Regions from separate parts of the Callithrix jacchus genome. Here region 2 is linked to region 1. A link is a contact called in public Hi-C data. All regions are on one chromosome and are shown on one strand. Each heading gives the region's core, a stretch centred on a gene start, on an enhancer-like site or on the middle of the called end of the contact. The rest is flanking DNA. Distances are from core to core; before and after follow the strand shown.

Region 1 (5,839 bases), core at 2,482-4,981:
TAAATTTTCCTATAAGACAGGCCATTTAAGAATTCTTAAAAACATGAATATCATGTAGGGCAACAATTGTGAGTTTTTAATAGAGTGGGTTTGGCTAGAGTCTTCTGGTAAGAGGAAGGTAGAACATGCATTCATCCAGCAAATATTTATTGAATGTTTACTATGTTGCAGATGTTGGGAATACAGTGATAAAACAGTTCCTAACTTAAGGAAGTGGAAGACAAGTATATGGTTAATTTGATTCCTGTGCTTCTGTAAAGTTGTGACCAGGTGCGATGTGGGAGGATAAAAGGGAGCACCAGATTTAGCCTGAAGAACTCCAGAAAAGCTTCTTAGTAGAAGTGTCAACTGAGCAGTCTTAAATGTTAATCCAGTGGGAGAAGGGATATATAGCATTTGGGGCAGAGAGAATAGCATACACAAAGGCACAGAAGCTTAGTAAGTTAGGGGCACTACCTATGGTGCATGAATTTGTGTGACAGAAGGTGAGGCTGGAGAGGTAAGCTCTTTTCAGGAGTTGGAAGGTTATCAGGAGGCTAAAACCATAGGGAGTCATTAAAAGACTGAGTGGAAGAAGTTCAAGATTAAATTAATGTTTGAGTAAGACCACCTTCTGGCAGCATATAGAGGGTAATAGAAGATAGGTTAGTCTAGGTTCTTTTTATGCAAGGGGAAGAATAATTTAAAGCAGCTTGAGTTAAACAGTATTTTATTATAAATACATAGGGATATCTAAGGGTTAGGGCACCTGGATCTCAGGGGTGGACTGGAAATCTGAATAGGAACTGCTGTTGCTTGCCTTTGCCCTATTTGTATGTGCCTCATTTTTTCCTTCCCTTTCTGTGCTTTTCCCATGTGTTGAAATGCTGCCTTCTTAGAGTTGCCTAATGTTACCACTTAAGGCATACTCCCAGCTTGCCTGTGAATGTCTCTGAATCCCAGTTCCAATTTTTTAAGGGAGAAAGTCGTTGCTCAAGTTGGGTTGGTGTCCCCTGCTCTGCCTCCAGTCAAGTATGACTACTATAAAGTTGACTGTCAGGCCTCTATGTATGTGGGGTTGAGGTGGCAGAGAGTGGGAGGAGGAGACACAGTCTGAGAAGATGGGAGGGTTATGAGCTAGGCAGACACCACAAAAGGTGTCTTACGGAGGGTAGTAATAGGAGCAGGGGTTATCACTAAAATCTAGGCACTAGGTGTTGAGGACCTGAGCTTAGGTTAGTTAGGTGCAGTGTAGACAGAAAGAAAGTGGATTTAAGGGATACTTAGAAAATAATTAAACACAGTTTGGTACCTCATCAAATACAGGAGACTAGTGAGAAGGAGGAAGTCTACATTTCATATTTAAATTACTGGGAATCTGGAGAAGAAATAGTGAGGTGGATTGAGTTTTACGGCAAAGATACTGAGTTTGGTTTGGGCACACTGTATTTGTGGGTCCCGTGGAATATTAAGTATCGATGTTCAGTACATATCTGAATGTAAGATTTGGAGTTCAGGAGTGAGATTTTCACTGAGATTTGGGAATTATCTGGGTAGAGTTAGCAGCTGAAGCTGTGAGTCTGGATAAATTCACATATAATGAGAAGACTACAGAGTGAAGAATGGAATCCAAAGACTGTCAGTGTATATAGGAATAGAAGAAGAGCTTATCACATAGCTAGTCTGTAACATTAGACAAGGAAGGAATATGAACTTTAACATTACAAAGAATGTGAATTTAGGGTATGCTAAAACCCTGAAAGATTATTAGAGTTGATAGCTTAGTAGTTAATAGCAGTGTGTATTGGGTACTGTGTTGTTTTACTTATTTCTCATAGCTACCCTGCTCTTTTTTATCCCTGTTTTAAGCATCAGACAACTGAGGCACAGAGAGGTAACTTGCCCACAGTTTTACACCATAGGTGGTAGAGCCAGGATTTGAACTCATGTGGTCTAGATGTTAAGAGTTTACACTTAGGGGCCAGACACCATGGCTTATGCCTGTGGTCCCAGCACTTTGGGAAGCTGAGGTGGGTGGATCACTTGAGGTCAAGAGTTCGAGACCAGCCTGGGCAACATGGTGAAACCCTGTCTCTACTAAAAATACAAAAAATTAGCTGGGTGTGGTGGTACACGCCTATAGTCTGAGCTACTCAGGAGGCTAAGGCAGGAGAATCACTTCAACCTGGGAGGCAGAGGTCGCAGTGAGCTGAGATTGTGCTACTGTACTCCAGCCTGGGGGACAGTGTGAGACTCAAAAAAAGAGTGCACTTAGGCTGAGCATGGTGGTTCATGTCTCTAATTCCAACAGTTTGGGAGGCTGAGGCGGGCAGATTGCTTGAGTCCAGGAGTTTGAGAGCAGTCTGGGCAACATGGTGAAAATCCTGTCTCTATCAAAAAATTCAGAAATTCGCCAGGCATGGTGGTGTGCATCTGAAGTTCCAGCTGCTCAGGAGGCTAAGGTGGGAGGATTCCTTGAGCCTGGGAGGTGGAGGTTGCAGTGAGCTATGATCATGCCACCATATTCCAGCCTGAGTGACAAAGTAAGACCCTGTCTATTAAAAAAAAAAAGAGTCTGTGCTTATCCACTGTGCTTAATGCCTTCAAAGGAAATTGAGAGAGATTCTGACTTAGCTAGTTAGTGTAGAATATGTTATTAAATGATTATGGTAATGGACAGCAAACTTTTTAGAATTTTATTTTTAATTGTGGCAAAATACACGTAAAACATAAAATTCACTATCTTAATCATTTTTATGTGTATAGTTCAGTACTGTTCAATATACTTGTATTGTTGTGCAGCCAGTCTCCATAACTTTTTTATCTCAGAAAACTGAAACTATACCCATTAAATAGCTACTTCCTGTTTTCTCTTCCCCTCAGCTTCTTACAACCACCATTCTCCTTTGTAGCTCTGTGAATTTGGTTGCTCTAGGAACCTCATATAAGTGGAGTCATACAGTTATTGCTCTTTGTGACTGGTTTATTTTACTTAGCATAATGTCCCCAAGGTTTATTCACGTTAGAGAACATTGTTAGAATTTCCTTTCTTTTTATAGAGGACAAATTTTTATTTATTAGAACAAATTTTTATAGCCTTTACATAATGAAGAAGATGTTATTATCTTACTGGTTTTGAAAAAAGTAATTATTTAAGGGATCGTGGCATATTTAGATTCCTTATAACTTCTACAATGATACCACATTAGCATAATGATCTGAATGTCCTGGATAAAAATTTTTAGCAAGAGAATATTTACTAAGAACTTATAAAAGCATTAAAAACAAACAATCCCTTTTTAGTTTTTAACTCATTTGTTTAAGAACAGCCATGGTATATTTTTGTCCTGTAGGACAAACATTTTGTGATTCATGGGATTCACAGATTTAAAATACAGTTTTTGTAATATTTACAGGAATGCCTAAGGTCATTGACATACTTTTTATGAAGTTTTGTTACAGAGGCTGGTTGTGTTTGGTACTGATTGGAAGCATCTTATCAGCTGGTGAAGGAATCTAACAATGCCCTGTATTTATAACTCTGTTTAGGGATGTGGTCAGAGTCTTCTCATGGTTTTGAATATGACATTGGAATCCAGATTAGCTCCTCAGTTCTTTTGCTGCTTGTAGAATGAGAATATTAATAGTTCCTACCCCATAGTGTTCTTCTGAGGATTAAATGTGGTAATGTGAATAAAGTGCTTAGCATGGTGATGGGCACATAGTAAGTACTCAATGAATGTTACATGTGACTATTAGTACTGTCGTGATCTTTTGTATACATGCATTTGAAGAGTCCCAAATGATCTACTGTAGAGGTAAATCCATTCCATCCCTTGTTTTTATAATGATTATTTGCTTTAGCTGAGTTGAATTTAGGAAATATTAATCTGAAGCTGGATGCTTCAGAGGATTCAAAGTTGAGTGCAATACAGTTTCTGCCTTCAAAAAACTTAAGTGTTTAAAATGGAATAATTTTATCTATAGTGATATTAGAATCTGCATCTTCTAAAATGTTAAGTTTTGAACCAAAATTATAGGAATAAATCCAGGTGAGAGTATGGTTTAAACATTTTACAACCATCTTAAAATTTCTCTAAAATAGTCTTTGACTTGTGGGTTTTGTTTGTTTATTCCAGCCAGCACCTAACCAAGTCACTTTTCATCTGCCACTACATCGTTACTATGCTATGTTTTTGAGTAAGGTAAGACTTTCATTAAACAATTTTCTTCTTTTTTGATTTTCAAAAATAAGAATTGAATTAGTAACTTTCTTATTGTAATTTTTAGGCTGTGAAATGTCAAGAACTAGATTTGGATTCTGTTTTACCAGATCAGGAAATGTTAATGAAACTAATGATTCACCCACTCCAAATTCAGGTATGTATTTAGGCATTTAAAAAGTTTCGAAGTGGATTCTCTAAGTGATTCTTCCTTTATTTGTGTCTTTCGTTGTTATTATAGCCGAGATATTTGAAAACTCTTTTAAAATGAAGTTGTTACTGTATTTTTACCAGATTATATTTAGGTATTTTTCATTTTTTGAGATTTACTTTTAGTTTTACTTTTTCCAGAAATTCTTTTCATGGTATTTACTTATGGGGTGACATTTAACACACTATAGCACTGTTTGGGAGTCAGGAGATCCGAAAGGTTCTAGTCTTGGTGTTACCACTGTTTTATTTTTCACAAGGTTTAGGATAATTGACCTCCTTGATTCTCAGTTTCTCTGTTTGTACAGTGAGAGGAGAAAGAAGAGAGAAGAATTAGTTTATAGAAGCACCATGATTTTATTTAGTACCAACACTAAAATTTTGCAGGCCAGCATTTTATATACATTACAGGGACTTGCACTTCAGTATGTTTTTCCTGGCAATTTTAGATTTGTTACTTATGATATTATTGAATTTGAACTCTGGGTGTTAGGAAACAAGAGATAAAATCATGACTCGTAGTTTTAGTTGTCACTGGACATAAATACATGAATAATTAAATACTGATATAGTGAGAACATTTATTCTGACCTCCAATATTTGGAAAATCAGTAGTATAGATTTAAGATTGAGTAAGAGTGAATTAAAGATGTAGAATGTATTCATTGACTTTGAACAATTGGTTTTATTTTATGTTTATTCCAGTGTGTATTTTTTTAAACATTATGTATATTAGGATTGTTGTTGTTGTTGTGTTGTTACTTAGGGTTTTCTTGAGGGAGAAATAGAGTGAAACATAAGCATTGATTTCTTATGAAAGATGCCAGTGAAAGTCAGATAAATGTATACAGAGGCCAACATGGAAAACCAACTCGTGTTTAAACTCTTAAAAAGTGGCTATGTGAAAACATAATTATTGTTAAAAAAAAATGTAAAAGTGTATATTTCAACTGATTATCTTTAACATTGGACAGACTATCAGGCTCATACTATGATTACATCATTAAATATTTTGAGATGGTTATTTATAATATTTTATAAAGATCGAGTTTAGATAATTTATTCTTTGTCCAATTTACTTTTATTAGGCAAGTCTTGCTGAAATCCACAGCAATATGTGGGTAAGAAATGGTCTGCAAATCAAAGGACAAGCCATGACCTATGTCCAGTCTCATTTCTGTAATTCCATGATTGATCCTGACATTTACCTGTTACAGGTAAGCCAACAGATAATGTAGTTATGCTTTATACTTACAGATAATACAGATATACTTTAGAAGTGTCTCATTTGTACCCAAGTGAGTATATTTGTACCCAAATGAGACACTTCTAAAGTATATCAGTATTATCTGTAAGTATAATTTTAATTATAGAGATGACTGAGTGATGACATGGAGAGGCCAATGCCATTGAAAGAATAATTTATT
Region 2 (5,891 bases), core at 3,286-5,785, 100 kb before region 1:
TGCAGAAATCCTTGGGTCTGTTAAGACATTAAAAAATAGGTTCTAAAAGTATAAAATTCTTCGTATGTTTCATATTCATTCAAAAGTGTTACGCAAATTATTCTTGAAAACGAATGGGAGACATACATTAAATGAAATGACTCGGTTTACTTAATAGAAATTTGTAAAAACAAAAGTTGAAAAACTCAATTTCTTAGCTATGCATTAAACAAATTGAAATTTAAATTATAAGAACTATACAGGTAAGAGATTTGTTTACTTAATGAAGAGTAGTAAAATGACTTACCCTTAGTTTAATGAAGAGTGATAAAATCACCTAGCCCAAACAATCAGTGATAAAAATGGTTTTTATTTTTTCTAGACACGGTTTTGCTGTTACCAAGGCTGGAGTGCAGTGGCACATTCATAGCTCATGGCAGCCTTGAATATGTGAGCTCCAGGGATCCTTCCACCTCAGCCTCCTGAACAGCTAGGACTATAGGCTCACCATCACACTTAGCTAATTAAAAAAAATTCTTCTTGTTGTTGAGGCAGGGTCTAACTGTGTTGCCCAGGCTGGCTTTCAACTCCTGGCCTCAAAGGATCCTCCTGTATCAGCCTCCCAAAGCACTGGGATTACACACCTTAGCCACTGTGCCTGGCCTTAAAAATAGTTTTAAAAATGTGTCTATAAATATAGCAGTATACCTGATTCTTCTTACAAACCTTTATTATTTTTGGTTCCAAAGGGAGGATTCATAATTACTGTATCAAATGACTTGGACATTCTGTTAGATAATAAGCACACATCACATTGAATCATGTCAATATTTGTTAACTCAAACTCTTCCACATTCCTGTTAAATATTTCCAATGCGTCTTCATCTATGTCAAATCCAACACACAACCTATAAATACAAAACACATAAGACTTATAGCTCCCAAGTAAAAACAAAAACAAAATTAGCTTTTTTTTAAAAAAAACCCATATATCTTTTTAATCCAATTAGCAAAATAAGAATTTTTTTTTTTTTTTTCCAGATAGGATCTTGCTGTGTCACCCAGATGAGTGTAGGGGTGCCATCCTGATGCACTGCAGCCGCAACCTCTTGGGCTCAAGCAGTCCTCCCACCTCAGCCTCCCAAGTAGCTAGGACCACAGGTACATGACACCACACCCAGCTAATTTTTGTATTTTTGGTAGACATGGGGTTTCACCATGTTGCGCAGGCTGGTCTCAAGCTCCTGGGCTCAAGTAATCTGCCCACCTTGGTCTCCCAAAGTGCTGGGATTACAGGCATGAGCCACTGTGCCCGGTCAAGTGCTGCTTTCAATAACATAATTTCCCAACCTGAAAGAGGTTGGAAACTCAGGTTTGTATAAAAGAAACTACTGCTTTTACAATTTTAATTTATTTTTTGTAGTTTGTTTAGATCTTCTGCCCATTCAAAATCTATTCAGTATCAGATTTTTGCTCCCTATATCTCATTCTGTGGAGCCTCATAAATATAATTCAGTTAATCACATTGCTGCTCCTTATTAAAACCACCCAATACCCAAATAGTATATATTGCATTACGTACCCTGCTCCTAACATTGCACTTCCGATGCTAAGTACTCCACAGCCACATCCTAGATCGGCAATGACTTTATTTTCAATGTCATCATAAGTGTTATGGATTGTATACAGCATACATGCTAAAAAAATAAAAATTAGAGAATAAGCAAGCTGATGACTAAAACCAAATTGTGCAAATGACTCTTTCTAAAATAATTTCTTGTCTTGCATTACTTAGTCCTTTCCCAAATGGCATTCCAGATTATTTTTTTAAAAAGATAAGGTGTAATAATTTGGTATGTAGTAAAGAGGCACCACAAAGAAGGTTGATACCCATCCATGGTTCTCAAAAAATAGTCTCTGTTAGCAATGCCAAGAATGACAAAACTGTGACCAGTCTCTGATGTAAAATGAGGAAAAAGTCAAAATGTTTAATTTTTCCTCAGCTTGTTCAAAACATTGCCATACACTCATATCAGTTCTTTCTTTGATGCTGAAATATTTTTATGAAAGAATGGTAAGAGTAAATAGGTTTTAAAAAAAATCCTTCCTCGTCAACATAAATTTGGCAACTCTGTATCAGTTTCCAAAATTATTTGAAATTTTACTTATCTGTGAAATCTCTAAGACTAGGAACCACTATCAAACCAGCATTAGCATCACAAAGACACAGAACCTTTTTTTTTCCTTTTGTTTTTTAAAACACAGACAGCGTTTCACTATACTGCCCAGGCTGGTCTGGAACTCCAGGACTCAAGCAATCCTCCTACCTCAGCCTCCCAAAGTGTTGGGATTACAGACATGAGCCACTGTGCTCAGCCACAGAAATGTTTTAACAAGTTTGTCACCAGAACACAAGCACCATAAGCTTCACAATATAGCCTTTAGACACATATATTCATGATCTACAGACATGTATATTCATAATCTACAAATGAGACCTGATAATAGAACTACTGGGTATTAGATATACTGAAGGTTAAACATGAATAACATTACCACTGACATCTCCCTGAAGATATCTGAATCCAGTAAAGGCTGTTGGCCATTGATACCTGAGGATCCAGAGGGGTTTTTTTGTTTTGTTTTTTTCAGAGATAGGGTCTATCTCTATCACCCAGACTGGAGTGCAGTGGCAGGATCAGCACTCACTGCAGCCTGAAGCTCCAGGGCTCAGGCAATTCTCCTGACTTAGTAACAGCAGCTGGGACTATAGGCGAATACTACCACACCCAACTAATTTATTATTTTTTTTAAGAGCTGGGTCTCACTGTGTTGCCCAGGCTGATCTTGACCTCCTGGCCTCAAGTCATCCTCTTGCCTCAGCCTCCCAAATTGCTGGGCTCATAGGGGTGAGTCACCATACTTGGTCAGATTGTTACTATTTTTTAAATTGGATTCCACTAAAAAAACTACAGTCAGAAAACTAGCAAGTCATTATTTCAGAAAACTGGTCTTAACCTAGACACAGTAATTTTGTGCAAATTTTTGGTTGGAATCATGACAGTATCTTGAAGTTTAAATGTAAATACACATATATTCTCCTTGACTTTCATTGGCAGCTTAGAAACAAATATTTTGGAACTGGAAAAAACTCCTCCTTGCAAGTGCTCTCAGAAAATTAATTTTCCTAAGGGGCCAGGCTCAGTGGCTCATGCCTATAATCCCAGCACTTTGAGAGGCTAAGGTGGGAGGATCACTTCAGCCCAGGAGTTTGAGACCAGCTTGGGCAACATAGCAAGACCCTGTGTCTACAAAAAATAATAAAAAAAAATATTAGCCAGGCATGATGGTGTGTGCCTATAGTCCCAGCTGCTCAGGGGGCTTAGGTGGGAAGATCACTTGAGTCCTGGAGGTCAAGGCTGCCATAGCCTTGATCATGCCACTGCACTCCAGCCTGGGTGACAGAGTGAAACCCCTATCTCAAAAACTAATAAAAATATTTTTTTCTAAGGCTTCCCAATAACTTCGGTAACACAGATCCATGTTTTCCTGCATTCTCTCTTGTACTCCCAGTTATCAGTGTCTGGCATGAAATGACAATGCTAATGCTCAGAAAAATCTCTTAAAATTAATATGCACACCCACTTTTATACAGCACAAATTCTGACTCTGTTAAACTATCCTTCCATTATCAACTCTGGTATTCATTTCTAGGGCACAGTATAGCACAAGAATCCTAGTTGCAGTAGGAAATTGATCTTTACTTAGCAAATATTTACTGAGCTCCTAAATAGTACCAGCAACTCTTCCAGGCACTGGGAATTCAAGTATGAACGAGACCAACAAATACCTTGCACTCAAAAGAGTTTATAACGTGAGAAGAGGGGGAAAAAAAAACACATTTAAAAGGTGTCTGGCAGTGTTAAGGGACCTGCGGAAAACTAGACAGTAAAACGATAAAGTGTGTGTGCGTCTGTGGAGGGCGTGCCTTGAGGTGCAGTGTCAAGAAAGAACTCTAACACGATAGGTGATCTTAGGGCTGAATTTCTCTAGACATTCTCTGTATCCAAATAACTTCTAATTTTTATCAGAGTAGACTGGACTAACGCCGAAGGCAGGGCGTGGTGAACCAGCCGCCCTACCTGCAATGTGCGGCCTGGTGGGATACTGTTCTAGAAGCAGCTTGGGCTTTTCGAATTCATCCACTTGTTGCAGGCGACTCTCTAGTTCCTTAAGCCTTAATTTCTTCATTTTGTTTTAAAGTCTGGGCTCGCAGGTTTCGAAGGCACAGGACCTGCGGAGAAATCTATTGAACTGGGATGTTTCCTCCCTACCCCCAACATTCTCCCCTCTTTCAGCACCGCTGGCCAGACCCAAAGATGCGCTCTAAGGAGACGCCGCGATGCTGGGCACAGGACGAGCCGCGGACCCACCTCCTGGGTAACCCATGCAGTCCCAGGAGACTGCGGAAGCGCCTGGCTGAAGCCCCAGAATACCTCGCGCCAGGGACCTCTGGAAGCGACCCGCGCTTCGGCCGGGGCCGGAAGCGCCAGCTCGTACCCGCGCACGCGTTCGCCGCCCAGCGGCCTGGCGCCGAGCGGCAACGTCTGTCCTGCGCCGGGGTTCAGCTGGCCACCTGGGGGCCTCATCGCCCCATCGGCGCCACCTGCAAAGCCTTTGCTACTCGCAGATCCACGGCCAGCCCTCGCCATCTGTCGAGTGATCACTAATTACCCCCTAGTTTGCCCTGAGTACCTGCGGGCCCTCAAAGGATGGGGAAAGGTAGAGAGTGAAGGGGAAGCGGGAGAGAAAGTCACAGTCACTTTGTTGTCTGGCCCAGAGTGACTCTTTTTGTTTCCCAAGTTTCGGCTCGGAAAGTAGCGGTTTCCATTCACCTTTACTTCCTTCGCCATTCTCATGCCTCACTTTATTGTAACTTTGTTTCCCAATTTTTAGGTCATTTTTGTCACTTGGAATTCTCACAGGAATGGTGATATCAGAGAAACCCAAAGAAGAGAGAGTGGAAATGAAAGAATAGATAGTGGTGTCAAATACTGCAAAGAGGTCGGGCTTCATAAAGTAGGAGTAGAAATCAAGTTGTGGCTGATCGTGGAGCGAATGGAAGTTTAGGTATAAGAAATAGTGACGCCAGGCGCGGTGGTTCACCCCTGTAATCCCAGCACTTTAGGAGGCCGAGGTGGGCGGATCACGAGGTCAGGAGATAGAGACTATCCTGGCAAACATGGTGAAACCCTGACTCTACTAAAAATACAAAAATTAGCTGGGCATGGTGGCACGTGCCTGTAATCCCAGCTACGTGGGAGACTCAGGCAGGAGAATTCCTTGAGCCAGCGAGTCGGAGGTTGCAGTGAGCCGATATCGCACCACTGCACTCCAGCCTGGGGACAAAAAAAAAAAAAAAAAAAAAAAAAAAGGCAAGAAAGAAAGAGAAATGTGGCCTACGAAAAGAAGAGAATGGTTGATAGTAAGGTTGGGGGAAGCCTAATTATTTTTTCGAAATATTTTAAGATAGGAGGAGAGAAATTCTGAAACAATTGAGCTAATAGAAAGAGGTTTAAAATACAAGAGGATATTGGATGGAGTTGGGAAGAAGGCAGGGTCCAATGCTTAAGCAAAAGGATTATCTTTAAGCCTGTGGATGGACACCTCTGCATTATTAAAGGAAAACGAAAAAGAGTGAATGGATTATGATGAAGTAGAAAATTGTCTGAGGCTGCTACTTCCTAGGAATAGTAGAATTCAAAGTTACCTGTTAGAATCAAATGAGTTAAAACACAGTTTTTAGCACATAAAGTTAAGACATGAAGTTTTTTGGTTTATAATTCAGTGATTCATAAAGAAAATTATTGAGCAAATTTAACTTATCCCTGTTATGATTGTGAAGTACTTAA

What was found. Hi-C and Micro-C count contacts between places; a contact is called where the count stands out from the background.
Region 2: a contact with region 1 is called in a Hi-C map of skeletal muscle, with 10 times the contacts expected there. The contact joins the promoter of METTL5 here to the enhancer-like site in region 1. A contact is called at or near these places in 3 of 3 Hi-C or Micro-C datasets (induced pluripotent stem cells and skeletal muscle).

Annotation. Positions count from the first base shown.
Region 1 is chr6:59,608,988-59,614,826 of calJac240_pri, reverse strand. UBR3 (ubiquitin protein ligase E3 component n-recognin 3) reads left to right here. Exons shown (of 40, transcript XR_013518889.1): 12 at 4,119-4,184; 13 at 4,270-4,359; 14 at 5,501-5,629. Among named protein-coding and RNA genes, the nearest start is that of UBR3, 100 kb to the left of the region's middle. Within about 2 kb of position 3,731, at least 2 of the 16 cell types and tissues checked have an H3K27ac peak or open chromatin away from gene starts, as enhancers often do.
Region 2 is chr6:59,713,473-59,719,363 of calJac240_pri, reverse strand. METTL5 (methyltransferase 5, N6-adenosine) reads right to left here and starts at 4,535. Exons shown (of 8, transcript XM_078327430.1): 1 at 4,476-4,535; 2 at 4,122-4,273; 3 at 1,562-1,676; 4 at 706-887. The coding sequence starts at 4,230.